Regions from separate parts of the Mus musculus genome. Here regions 2 and 3 are each linked to region 1. A link is a contact called in public HiChIP or PLAC-seq data. All regions are on one chromosome and are shown on one strand. The core of a region is the stretch at or near the end of the contact, and the rest is flanking DNA. Distances in the headings are between cores, read along the strand shown.

The links. HiChIP or PLAC-seq counts read pairs in DNA pulled down with a chosen protein or histone mark.
Region 2: an H3K4me3 HiChIP or PLAC-seq map of embryonic stem cells shows a contact between it and region 1, with 4 times the contacts expected there. The contact joins the promoter of Dgcr2 here to the enhancer-like site in region 1. A contact is called at or near these places in 3 of 39 promoter capture datasets (3T3-L1-derived adipocytes, the C10 cell line and embryonic stem cells), 7 of 115 datasets of contacts at active chromatin or transcription factors (the 230-238 cell line, embryonic basal ganglia, embryonic stem cells and 2 more) and 1 of 9 other capture datasets (adipose tissue).
Region 3: a contact with region 1 is called in an H3K27ac HiChIP or PLAC-seq map of embryonic stem cells, with 12 read pairs. The contact joins the promoter of Slc25a1 here to the enhancer-like site in region 1. A contact is called at or near these places in 10 of 39 promoter capture datasets (3T3-L1-derived adipocytes, the C10 cell line, the HPC-7 cell line and 6 more), 2 of 15 datasets of contacts at CTCF or cohesin (the NIH/3T3 cell line and embryonic stem cells), 3 of 484 Hi-C or Micro-C datasets (the NIH/3T3 cell line, embryonic stem cells and forebrain neurons), 19 of 115 datasets of contacts at active chromatin or transcription factors (the 230-238 cell line, the HPC-7 cell line, the SCID.adh cell line and 8 more) and 4 of 9 other capture datasets (adipose tissue, embryonic stem cells, liver and 1 more).

The regions. Positions count from the first base shown.
Region 1 is chr16:18,015,800-18,019,342 of GRCm38.p6, forward strand. No RefSeq gene overlaps it. Among named protein-coding and RNA genes, the nearest start is that of Vpreb2, 37 kb to the left of the region's middle. Within about 2 kb of position 1,837, at least 9 of the 459 cell types and tissues checked have an H3K27ac peak or open chromatin away from gene starts, as enhancers often do. A contact at or near this core is called in embryonic stem cells and trophoblast stem cells, where this site is marked.
Region 2 is chr16:17,889,989-17,893,531 of GRCm38.p6, forward strand. Dgcr2 (DiGeorge syndrome critical region gene 2) reads right to left here and starts at 1,740. Exons shown (of 10, transcript NM_010048.3): 1 at 1,398-1,740. The coding sequence starts at 1,476.
Region 3 is chr16:17,926,441-17,929,983 of GRCm38.p6, forward strand. It overlaps Slc25a1 (solute carrier family 25 (mitochondrial carrier, citrate transporter), member 1), which reads right to left and starts at 1,779. Exons shown (of 9, transcript NM_153150.2): 1 at 1,546-1,779; 2 at 1,105-1,212; 3 at 927-1,026; 4 at 714-852; 5 at 216-300; 6 at 1-99. The coding sequence starts at 1,639.

The sequences.
Region 1 (3,543 bases), core at 587-3,086:
AGGTAAAATTTCTAAAAAAAAACCTTCCCAAGGTAATAGACCTGCCTTTGTTGCCCAGGTAAATCAAAGACTGGCCAAGATATTAGAGATTGGTTAAAAGTTACATTGTGCATGCAGGCCCCAAAGCTCAGGACAGGTAGAAAAAATGAATAAAACCATTAAGAGACCCTTACCAAATTGACAGCGGAGACTGGCGCTATGATTAGATAGCTCTCCTACCCTTTGTGCTCTTCAGGGATAGAAACACCCCTGGACAGTTTAGACTGACCCCCCTATAAATTACTCTACAGGGGGCCCCCTCCACTGGTAAAAATAGCCTCTGTACATAGTGCTGACATGCTGCTTTCCCAGCCTTTGTTCTCTAGGCTCAAGGTGCTCCAGTGAGTGAGACAGCGAGCAAAAAAGCAGCTCCAGAAGGCCTACTCAAGAGAAGAAGACCTGCTACATTAGACGTCTCCACACAGAAAACCTTAAGACTCCGGTGGAAAGGCCCTTATCTTGTACTCTTGATGACCCTACTTTCTACCTTTATGGGACCCCTTTTGATTTTGCTTCTGCTTTTAATTATAGGTCCATGTATGTTAAATAGGCAAGTCACCTTTATTAAAACAAAAATTAGTACAGTGTGGCTTTTAGTTTTAAAACAACAGTACCATGCCCTAAAGTAAAGGATCAAGTATGTCAGAAAAAAATAGTGTCTAGTTCTAAGATTAGAACTACTAACAAGTAGAAGGGGGGAATGAAAGTATAACAACGTAAAAACAGAATTCTAGGCCTTTAGGCCCAGGCTTGGGAATGTGGCCTTTGTAAAGGTATGCTAATCATAAAGCAAATTGCGACATTCCTCCATCCACCCGCTTCCTGGGTTCAAAGAGTGCTCATTTAAAGAAAGTCACCCAGAACCTGCAATGCAAATGTGCTATTGTTAGGGGCTCTTAGAAGCTGTCTTGAGAGTTAACAATTACCAGGTATTCTTTGTGACTCTTGTAACTTTACACTTCCTTGTGACTCTTAACTGGTATCTTTGGTATCTTCCAACAACGCCCTCCCCACTTCCTTAAGTTGTGGTTCCTTCCTTTAAATACCCCCTTACCCAGCTACTCGGGGCGCCATGGTCCTCTACCCCTGCGTGGTGTATGACTATGGTCCCGAGAGCGCTCTTGAATAAAAATCCTCTTGCAATTTGCAGCAAGACCTGTTTCTTGTGGGTGATTTTGGGGTGTCACCTCTCCTGAGTCAGAACGTGGGGGAGTCAGAACGTTGTGGGTCTTTCAAACTCTAGCTTCCATAAGTTATCTTGGTCATGATGTTCTATGACAGCAACAGAGAACTAACTAACACTCCTACCCGTCCTGTGAGGTCACTGGGGCCTTCAGGCTACATGTGTTGTGACAAAGAAGTTATCTCTGAGTGGGGGATCTACACCCTTGCTAAACAGGTGTGAGTGTATATGACTCATCTGATTATAACAAAAAGATGGTAAATAAGAAAACAAATCTCAGAGGGAGGTCTTCTGACCTGGGAACCATCCACGCAGGATTGACAGAAATACCTGTGGCAGAGAACCTGAATTACTAATGATAGGGGACCACCTCTGTGGGGCGCCCGCCCCTTCTAGATTCCACTGCTGGGAGTGTGATTGATTATCTGAGAACCAGTCATGCCATGACTGGCCTTATAGAAAATACAGATTAAGGTAATGGTGGTCACTTCATCTCCAAAGTATTGGAAGGCATTATAAAAAGTTTACATAAAGGACCACCCATCGTACGCCTCAGCAGTCTCCCTCCTCAGGCAAAACTGAAAGGCAGAGTCAGCCCTTTATACAGCCGAGCACTCCAGACACTGAGCTAATTCTAGACACAGCACAGCCTTGGACCAAGTGCTTACCCATGACGTTGCTTAGACCCCTTTCCATCCCTCAAGAGCACCTAGTGCTGTCGCCCTATGAAATGCTGCAAGTATTGCCGTGCCTGGAAAGGGCCATTGACCATCCTGTCTGTAGTGGTTTGAATAAGAATGACTCATATATTTGAATTCTTAGTCTCCAGGGAGCAGAAAAAAATTAGAAGGATTAGGAGGTGTGGCCTTGTTGGAGAAAGTATGTCATGGGGGAGGGCTTTGAGGCTTCAAAAGCCCACACAAAATCCTCTCTCTTTTTCTCCCAATCTCTCTCTCCATCCCCCCCCCCCCCAGCCCCTTTCTCGATCTTTCCCTCCTCTCCTGATACGCACACTCCAGTGAAGCCTGCCTGGCAGGCCGAGAGGCCTGGAAGCACTCATGAGGCAAAGAGTTTCAGAGAAACTCACCTCCTGGAACCTTGGCATTCTCATAACTTGTATACTCATACCCTATCCCTGAGTTAGTCTGGTGTATGGATCCACGTGCTCTCTTTTAGTATTATTTTATTATAAATGCCTTTTAAGATTGAATTCTGACATAGCTAAGCCTTCGCCAGTGTTCCAACATCCTAAAAAATCTTTGAAGCCGACAAACTTGGAATTCAGTAGGAATTCAGTGAGAAGGTGACCTATTCAGTAACATTCAAATTTACTTCTAGTAGAGATGGTGAAACTAATTAGGCATTAGAAAGAGCGGAACTGGAATAGCTCAGGGCTAGTCTGCAGAGTGATTACTTAGGACAGTAACCAGTCTCACCCAAACAAGGGAATACACAATGGCCTAGCTAATAGGTGGGTTTACCATGTAAGAGTTAGGGAATCCCACTGAGACAAGAATCTTCACTACAGCCAGATATAGCAGGCTACATTGCATATTAGAAGCAAGTTGGTGAATTCTTCTGACAAATGGAGATTCTCCACAGATACTTAAAAAAACAGCCAAGTTACACTCATACAAGAATTTACCAAGGCCTAGGAAATAGGAGGTTTGTGGTATTGCATTATTCATGAGAAGGTCTGCTAGAGCACAACCCCCTGGTGCTAGCTTTCATAAGGCTCAAAGGAGTAGCACAAATTGTGACTAGGGTGTGAAATCCTTACCTGTCATTAGCTGACCCTAAGCAGAGCTGTTTTATCTTTACTGTAAATATTACCTGGTTCCTGAAAGTCCTTTTGAAGTCATTCCTTTGTTTTGTGTCAGGTAATTTCAATGTACTTTGCCTGCTGTGACATCCTACCCCCTTTATTTTCTGTATTATATAAGACTGGTGTTCAGTTTGTGACATACATTCAGATTCTATACAATCTCCTGTGTTGAGTCTGTCTGTCAGTCATTCTCCGACTCCTTGTCCACCTGTAACCAGAGACCCGTTCTACGCAGACAAGGGACCAAGAGGGTCTGCAGCACTCTCCTTCTCTCTCTGCTCATGGAATAGGATGTAGCCTTCACTATTTCTCCAGCACCACACTTGCCTGGCGACGTGCTCTCTGCCATGATAATACTGGATCAAGCGTCTGAAACTGCAAGCAAGTCCTAATTCAATGCATTCGTTATAAGGGTTGCCTTGGCCACAGCATCTCTTCACAGCAATAGAGCAGTAACAGAGGCATCATCTATGAAATGCTGTATCGATTGTCATGC
Region 2 (3,543 bases), core at 490-2,989, 130 kb before region 1:
ATTCATACTTGCTCTCTTCTTCTATACTGAGCACTTCTAAAGAGAGGGTTGTGTGTTCTGCATTCGAATACCTCTATCGTTGGGCAGGCAGCAAGAACTCACATGTCCTTTCTGAAATGCTCTCAGCCAGCTGGCAGGATATAGGAACAGACTGGCAAGGGGCATTGGACCTCACCTGCAAAACTGGACCCAACAATCAGAATGGGTTCACTGTATGCAGAAGTATACAAACATGTTTACCAATATGTAAAAGGTAAGAACCCACAAACCCTTTAGCCTGACAAGAGAATCATATCCACAAGGGTTCCTAGCGGGCTACTTTACAACCAGTCAGTTCACTATGCAGAGCAGCTGGCTTTTCCCTTCCTGGAGCCCAGGGAAACGCTCTGTTCAGTTGAGTGTTGTCTTGGGCTTGGTCACTGAGGCTCTGGCAGACATTTCCACATGGGACAAAAGCACAAAGCCAAGCATTGAAATATGTTGCAGGATGGGAGCTGAGATAGGACACTGCTGAGGGTGCACCCACCTGTTCTGACACCCAGTCATGATGTCACCCATAGAAGACTTGCCTGGGGCATTCCTTCATGGGAACCTTCCTCTGCTAAAAGCATTAAGAGCTCTACTTACCACCGCCCTAGTACAGAGGAGTCTCTGAAAGTTCACAGACAAGACATCCCTGCTGGGATCCCTAAAGGGACAGTGAGGCTGTACTGGTATTCCTGTGCCTGATGGATAAATTGACCTGGCTTTGTTGCGGAAGTAGGGTGCAGTGAAGGTTTTTTTTTGCAGGGGGGGGGGCACAGTTCAGAAGTATCTGAAATAAGCAGAAAAGGGACCTGAGGTTCCCCACCACACAAAACTCCAAGGGAGTATCAAAAGTAGTTAATCACACCACACAAAGCACTAAGTGCCAGGCACCGCTGAAAGGACTCTCCCCTGCACCTGGTACTCAGTTTACTCCCAGTACCTCCTTTGGGCAGGGCTGGACTTCTGTGATAAAGCGTTTCACTAAGTGGCAATGAGCAACCAGACATCGCTGTCCAGGGCTGAAACGCTGGCACTAGGCCACAATTGGGCGGACACTTGGGGCACCAGGTGCCTCCACAAGCTGCTTCCAAGACTTCCACTCAGCCAAGCAGAAGGGTGCGCCCGAGACGCAGCTCCTGGCCAGTGGGTCCCAGAGCACGCGGCGCTCGGTGGACCTGGGTCTAAAGGCAACATCCTCGAGGCTCCGAACCCTGGTACACTCCAATTTGTGCCAGGGCAGGGGACGCCCAGAGGCCCGCGGCCAGGCCTCGCCTGTGCCGGGCCGAGGAGCAGTAGCCCCCAGCAGCCGCGGGGGAACGGACGTCCGCAGCCCCACCCCCGACCGCGCCCCCACCCTCAGCACCGCGCACCTGGCCGCAGCGGCTCGGTGACAGTGAGAACCAGCAGGAAGAGCAGCAGGAAGGCACCGCTGTCTGCCTTGGGCACCATTTATCCTCCGTTCATCGTCCCCGGGGCAGCCGCGTGACCCCGCGGGGAGGCCGGACCTGGCCGAGAGGAGTGGGTGAAGGCCGGACTCCGACCTGGGGCTGAGGGGCGGCAGGCGAGGGATCCAGCTGGGCCGCGGCAAGAGAACGCCACCGACTCGCGCGCACTCTAGGCCGCAGGAGCGGGATGAGATTCCGGCTCGCGCAAGATGGCGGCCGTCCTGCTCCGGCCCGCGCCACCCCGCCTCCGGCCCGCACTAACCAATGAACGCCGAGCTGGGCGGGGGGTGGGGTGGCGGAGGGAGGTAGGACCCGAGCTCCAGACGCGGGGCGGGGCATGAGCACGAGAGGCCTAGGGAATGAGCGAGTGGGCGGGGCCAAGGGCGGGGCTAGCAGGAAATGAGGCGTGCCATTGGCTGAACCGAGAGGTGGGACGCAGCCTTGGCAGCGAGGTACCAAAAGGGGTCCCTAGTGCTGGTAGGGTCACAAGGACTGACAGTGCTGGCGCCAGGGTCTGGGGTGGGTAGGAGTGGGGAATCCGGGATTAGTGAATTGAGGAGGTATAGCTGGACCTGAACGATCTTTACTCCTGGAGGCCCAGGTCTGTCCCAGTGCCAACATATTCCCTAAAGTGGTCTTCTAAACGCCGAACGGCTGTGAAGAAAGTGAAGAGCTCTAGTGAAAATAAAGGACCAGCAGTCTCTGTGGATCAGGGAATGGCACAAAGAATATCAACAGAGGAGGAAATGGCTTAATGGATGTCAGAATCTAACAGAGAAGCCCAGAGTCTCTGGACCAGATCTGGGGAAGGAGCTGCCTATACAATGGAGAAAAAAAGCCCAGGCAGAGACAGGGCTAAAGCCTGGGAACAAGGCTCCACATGCTAAACTCACACCTGCCTTCATGAACAGCATGAACGTGGAAGGAGAGACAGCAAATGAAAAACCAATCTGTTCAGGGGAAGGAAGTGAAAAGTGGGGAAGGCCAGTCACCTCCAGCATATCTGACTCACTCTTATTGCCCCTCCACCAAAGTCCCAGGATTTCAACCTACGATAGATACATGGAGCCATGAGTGAAAGATGCTAACTTGTTATAGGTAGGTAAAGTCAAGGTCAAGTCGTCAGACATTCCAACTTTACCAGGTCTTGGCCCAAGATGTTGGACATAGGACTTGTCACAACAGATGGGGGGTTCCTTGCTGGCAGAAGCAAGGGTACCTGTCCAGTGCTGCTCTGGGCACTCAGATAGTTTTATGGCACATTCCCAGCACTGAGTACAAGATCCAGGCCTAGCCTTCTGCCCCCATACCCACCCCCACTGCAAATCTGCCCTGGGAGCTCAGCCAGAGCTCTGAGTTGGGCAGGTCCTTTGGAGGGAACTCAGCCAAGTGCAGTCTTCCTGCCAACTGTCCACCTGCAGAGCCGCCGTTAAGAGTCCAGGAAAGGTTTGGAAGAGAAAAGAGCAGGACAGGAAGTGAGAAGTCTGGCTGAGCGGTACAATGAAAGCACAGAGTTAACTCCTTAACCCACCACCACCACTACCACCACTGGGCCAGGAGATAAAGAACCTGAAGTCGGCCCAGGTCTGTCTCAGGGCCCAAAACACATTCAAAAGTGCTCTTTTAAAAGGTGAAGCCCCAGGCTGGTGAGATGGCTCAGCAGGTAAGAATACTAACTATTCTTCCAAAGGTCCTGAGTTCAAATCCCAGCAACCACATGGTGGCTCAAAACTACCTGCAATGAGTACATCTGAAGTCAGCTACAGTGTACTTATAATAATAAATAAATCTTTGGGCCGGAGTGAGCAGCAAGCAGAGGTCCTAAAATTTCAACTCCCAACAACCACATGAAGGCTCACAACCATCTGTACAGCTGCAGTGTACTCATATGCATAAAATAAATAGATAAATCTTTTAAAAAAAAAAGGTGAAGCCCCTTACCTCAGGCTGGAGCCAAGCACAAACGAGTTTGTTCACCTTCAGTATGCTCCAGTACACTGACAGACCTTCCAGGTTCTAAGTCCAAGCACCCCAGGCAATAGCCTCATTTCCCCCTGGGCATTACTCCTTT
Region 3 (3,543 bases), core at 529-3,028, 89 kb before region 1:
ACCAGTTGCGTAGGGAGGTCATGACAAAGAATCGGATGGCTTGGTTTGAGCCCTGCTTCAGTACAGTCGCAGTAAGGCCTTGGTATGTTCCCTTTAGCCCTTGGGACAGGCAGACAGGAGTCAAGCTGGAGCCTTCCAGGCCCTGCCTGCAGTCAAGGGGGAGCCACTCAAGTAGATGCTGTCCCACTTAGCAGGTCTCCATTCTCCAGGCTTACCTTGTTCCCGAATAATCTCTCTAACCCCGTGGAAAAATCCTCGGTACTTGGGGTTGGAGGAAGTCTGGTCATGGATGAACTTCACCTAAAAGGAAGGAAGCAATGGCCCTGGTTCCTGGCCACATCTGCACTTTATCTGGCAGACCCAGACCTTACCAACGTTAGGCCAAAGCTGGGGACTCCCAGCTCTTCTGCAGGAAATCCCTAGGCTGTTCTTGAGTTCCATTACACATAGGCCCCAAGACCTCAGAGGGTTTCCCCAGCGTTACATTTGCTATTTCCTAGACTTTGAATAGTGAGTTATGCTTTGAAGACTTCGCTCATGCTTTTATTACGCATGAGCCGCCACAGGAGACCCTTTCTGCCACCATTTACCACGAACCTGGTGCATATGTGTGGGGACCCTTCCCACCTTGACAGCCTCCATGGGGGCACATGCCATTAAAACCTGGGAGCCCGAAGATACCCTGGCTACCCCTGAAAGGCTCAATCCCTCACCTTGATGGTCTCCATAGGGCACACGACTACCACTGCTTCTGCCACGCCGGCACCCAGACCGCACAATAGTCCTCTCCTGCTGTCGAGCCTACCTTGGGCATCCCGCATGTGGTTGCTGAGGAACTCGAACATCCCAAACCTAATGAAGAAGACATGTGAGGGGGCCCGCTGCGGCCACTCCCTCCGGGTCGTTTCAACAGAGCAGAGTCTCACCTGACAGCCGCCTTGGGGATGGAGCCGTAGAGCAAGGAGCTGAGGCCGCGGTACAGGCCCAGGACGCCATGGCTGCGGACAGTTTGCCGCACGCAGTCTCCTACGGGAGGCGCGGTCAAGACCCTAGCTCCTCTGCTCCGCAGTGTCCCCCTAGCCACCCCCGGGAGTCCCTCCTTACCGATGCCCCGGTACCGCGGTGGGTTCGCTCGTTCATCTAGCTGCAGCTGCGTCTTCACGTATTCGGTCGGGAAGGTGATGCAGATTTCGATGCCTCCAGCCAGGCCGCCTGTGGGGACCAAATGCCTGGGGCTAGGGACACCCTTGCCCGGTGGACCCAGCCGCTACCGCTGCCACCGCTGCCGCCGCCGCGCGGCCCCTCCCCCGCCCGGACTTTGCCCGCGTCGCTGCCAGCGTCCCGACGATGCCCACGCCCCCACCCGGTGGTCTCCGCCTGGAGTGCCCAAGAGACTCTGAGCGACAGCAGACGAGTGGACTTAGGGGTCCCGGGTCGCAACCCCGACACCTCCGCCCCTCCGGAAGTTGGGCGGGGCCTGGGCGTCCCCGGCCCACCCGGAAGCGCTGTCGGACAGGCTCTGAGTTGGGGTTCCGAGTGACCCACCTGCTAGGATTGCCTTCCCGGGGTGCGTCAGTTTGGGCTTCCCGGACCCCGGCGCGGCGGCCGACAGAGCGCGGGGCCCGCGAGGCGCAGCCATAGCGGGCAGGAGGAGAGGCGCCCGGCGTCGACCTCGGGTCCGAGCCTCCGGCGCGGGGTTCTCGGGAAGCAGCGGAGCCGGAGGCTACTGAGACCACGACCAATTCTGGTCCGGGAGGCGGGGTGGTCACGTCAGCTCCCGGGCTCCGCCCCGCGTGGCCTGAGCTGAGCCCCGCCCACGCCACGCCCCGTGCCAGCCGGGAAACTGAGGCTTGGGCGGGATGCACTGGGGCACGCGTCGGGGCGGAGAGCTGAGAGCAGCCAATGGCCGGTGCTGGATTCCGGGGAGACGGAGAACCCCGCCGGAGGCGTGGTCTCCGGACAGCAACGCTAAGCCAAGGCGGGTAGCAGTGGGTCAAGGTGCAGTTTAGAGACACGTGCGTCTGGAGCGCGCCTTGGGGTTAAGGTGGGCCTCGAGATCCTGGGGGCGATGTAGGGACACATCCACCCCGGTGCGTGAATTCAGTCTTCTGAATTATTGTAATAACAGAGCTTGGCCTTCGTGCACCCTCCCGGGCAGTGCGATGATCACTCTGCCCTTCCCGGATTCGTCCGGAAACAGAATTTTCCTAGGCAGGTTCCCCCGACAAATGCAGGTTTCCCTTCCTTTCAGTTTCTAGCGAATCTTTGAAGGGCCTATTAAGTTGGCCTTTGTCCCGCCTACCCACACAATCACCAGGCAGAGCTGCTTTGCTCTGATAAACATGTTTTAATATTTATGGTCGGCAGGAGGCTCAAAGTCTTGAGAAGTCTTTGTTGCCACACATATCCTCAAAGCCGCCTGGAGGGGGCAGCCCTAGCCGGCTTGGGGTGAAGCTCCCAGGAGTCTTTGCAGACCTTTGGAGGCCTAAGGGTCCACCTCCCTGCTGTCTGAAAGGAAGCAGTCGCTGGGGGTGGTCAGTGATCTCCCCCAGCTCTGGGTTGGCTCAGAAGCTATCACAGGGCTTTAGCTAAAACAGAGTGCCCAGATATTGTACCTCCCAGTTGGAGTCCTTTGTGATTCCTTTCCCAGAAAAGGTTAAATGGGTTGAGGGTTGGGTGTGGACACATTACCCAGTATAAACAAAAGCACTCAAAGGAGGCTCCTTGTAGGCAGGCGCTGTAGAGTATTAATAGGGTAAGCCTGTAGGATAGCAGAGGAGAGCCTATAGCTAGTCTGGCTTCTGCTGGTTTTTTTTGGGGGGGGGGTCGGGTTGGGGGATTGTGGGTTGTAGTACTTGTACTGAATGCCATTGTGTGGTCGAGGGGCAGAAGGAACAGGATCAATTCCACTCATCAGAGCCTAAGGCACTGGGCCAGCAGATGTCTGGAGGCAAGGAGTATGGGGATGGCAGTTGGGGGCCAGTGGGAGGTTGGCCAGGCTAGAGGTGCAGCTGGAACACCCCCCCCCCCACACACACACACAACTGGACTCTTAGCTCAGGTAACAACAGCTGGTGAAGGCCAGCTGGCATCCTGTCCTCCTCTCCCACCAGTGTTAGTACTCACTACACCCAGTATATTCAGGATACAACAGCCTCTGAGGGCTTGTTCCATGCAATCCTGGGTGGGCTTTCAATTCAACGCCCTTTCTAGCACACGTGAGAAGGAACTCTCCCAGAGCCTGGTGGGTCACAGCAGCAGTCCACAGCTGGGCATGGAGGTAAGAAAAATGCTGGCTGTGCTAGTGTTTCTAGACACATGACTGCCACACTTGGTCACAACTGGGATCCTTCCCACCTCTACCTACCCATCTGGCACCAGGGCCCAGTGCCATGGATGGCCTTTGTCCCTCTCTACTTCAGGGTGCCAACTGCCAAACACTAGCACACATTAGAGTAAAAGCACAGCCCTCATGTGCTCTCCACATGTCCCTCTTGTTGCTCAGTCTCTCTCAGGCCCTGGGTTTGTCTGTCAGCAAGAGAT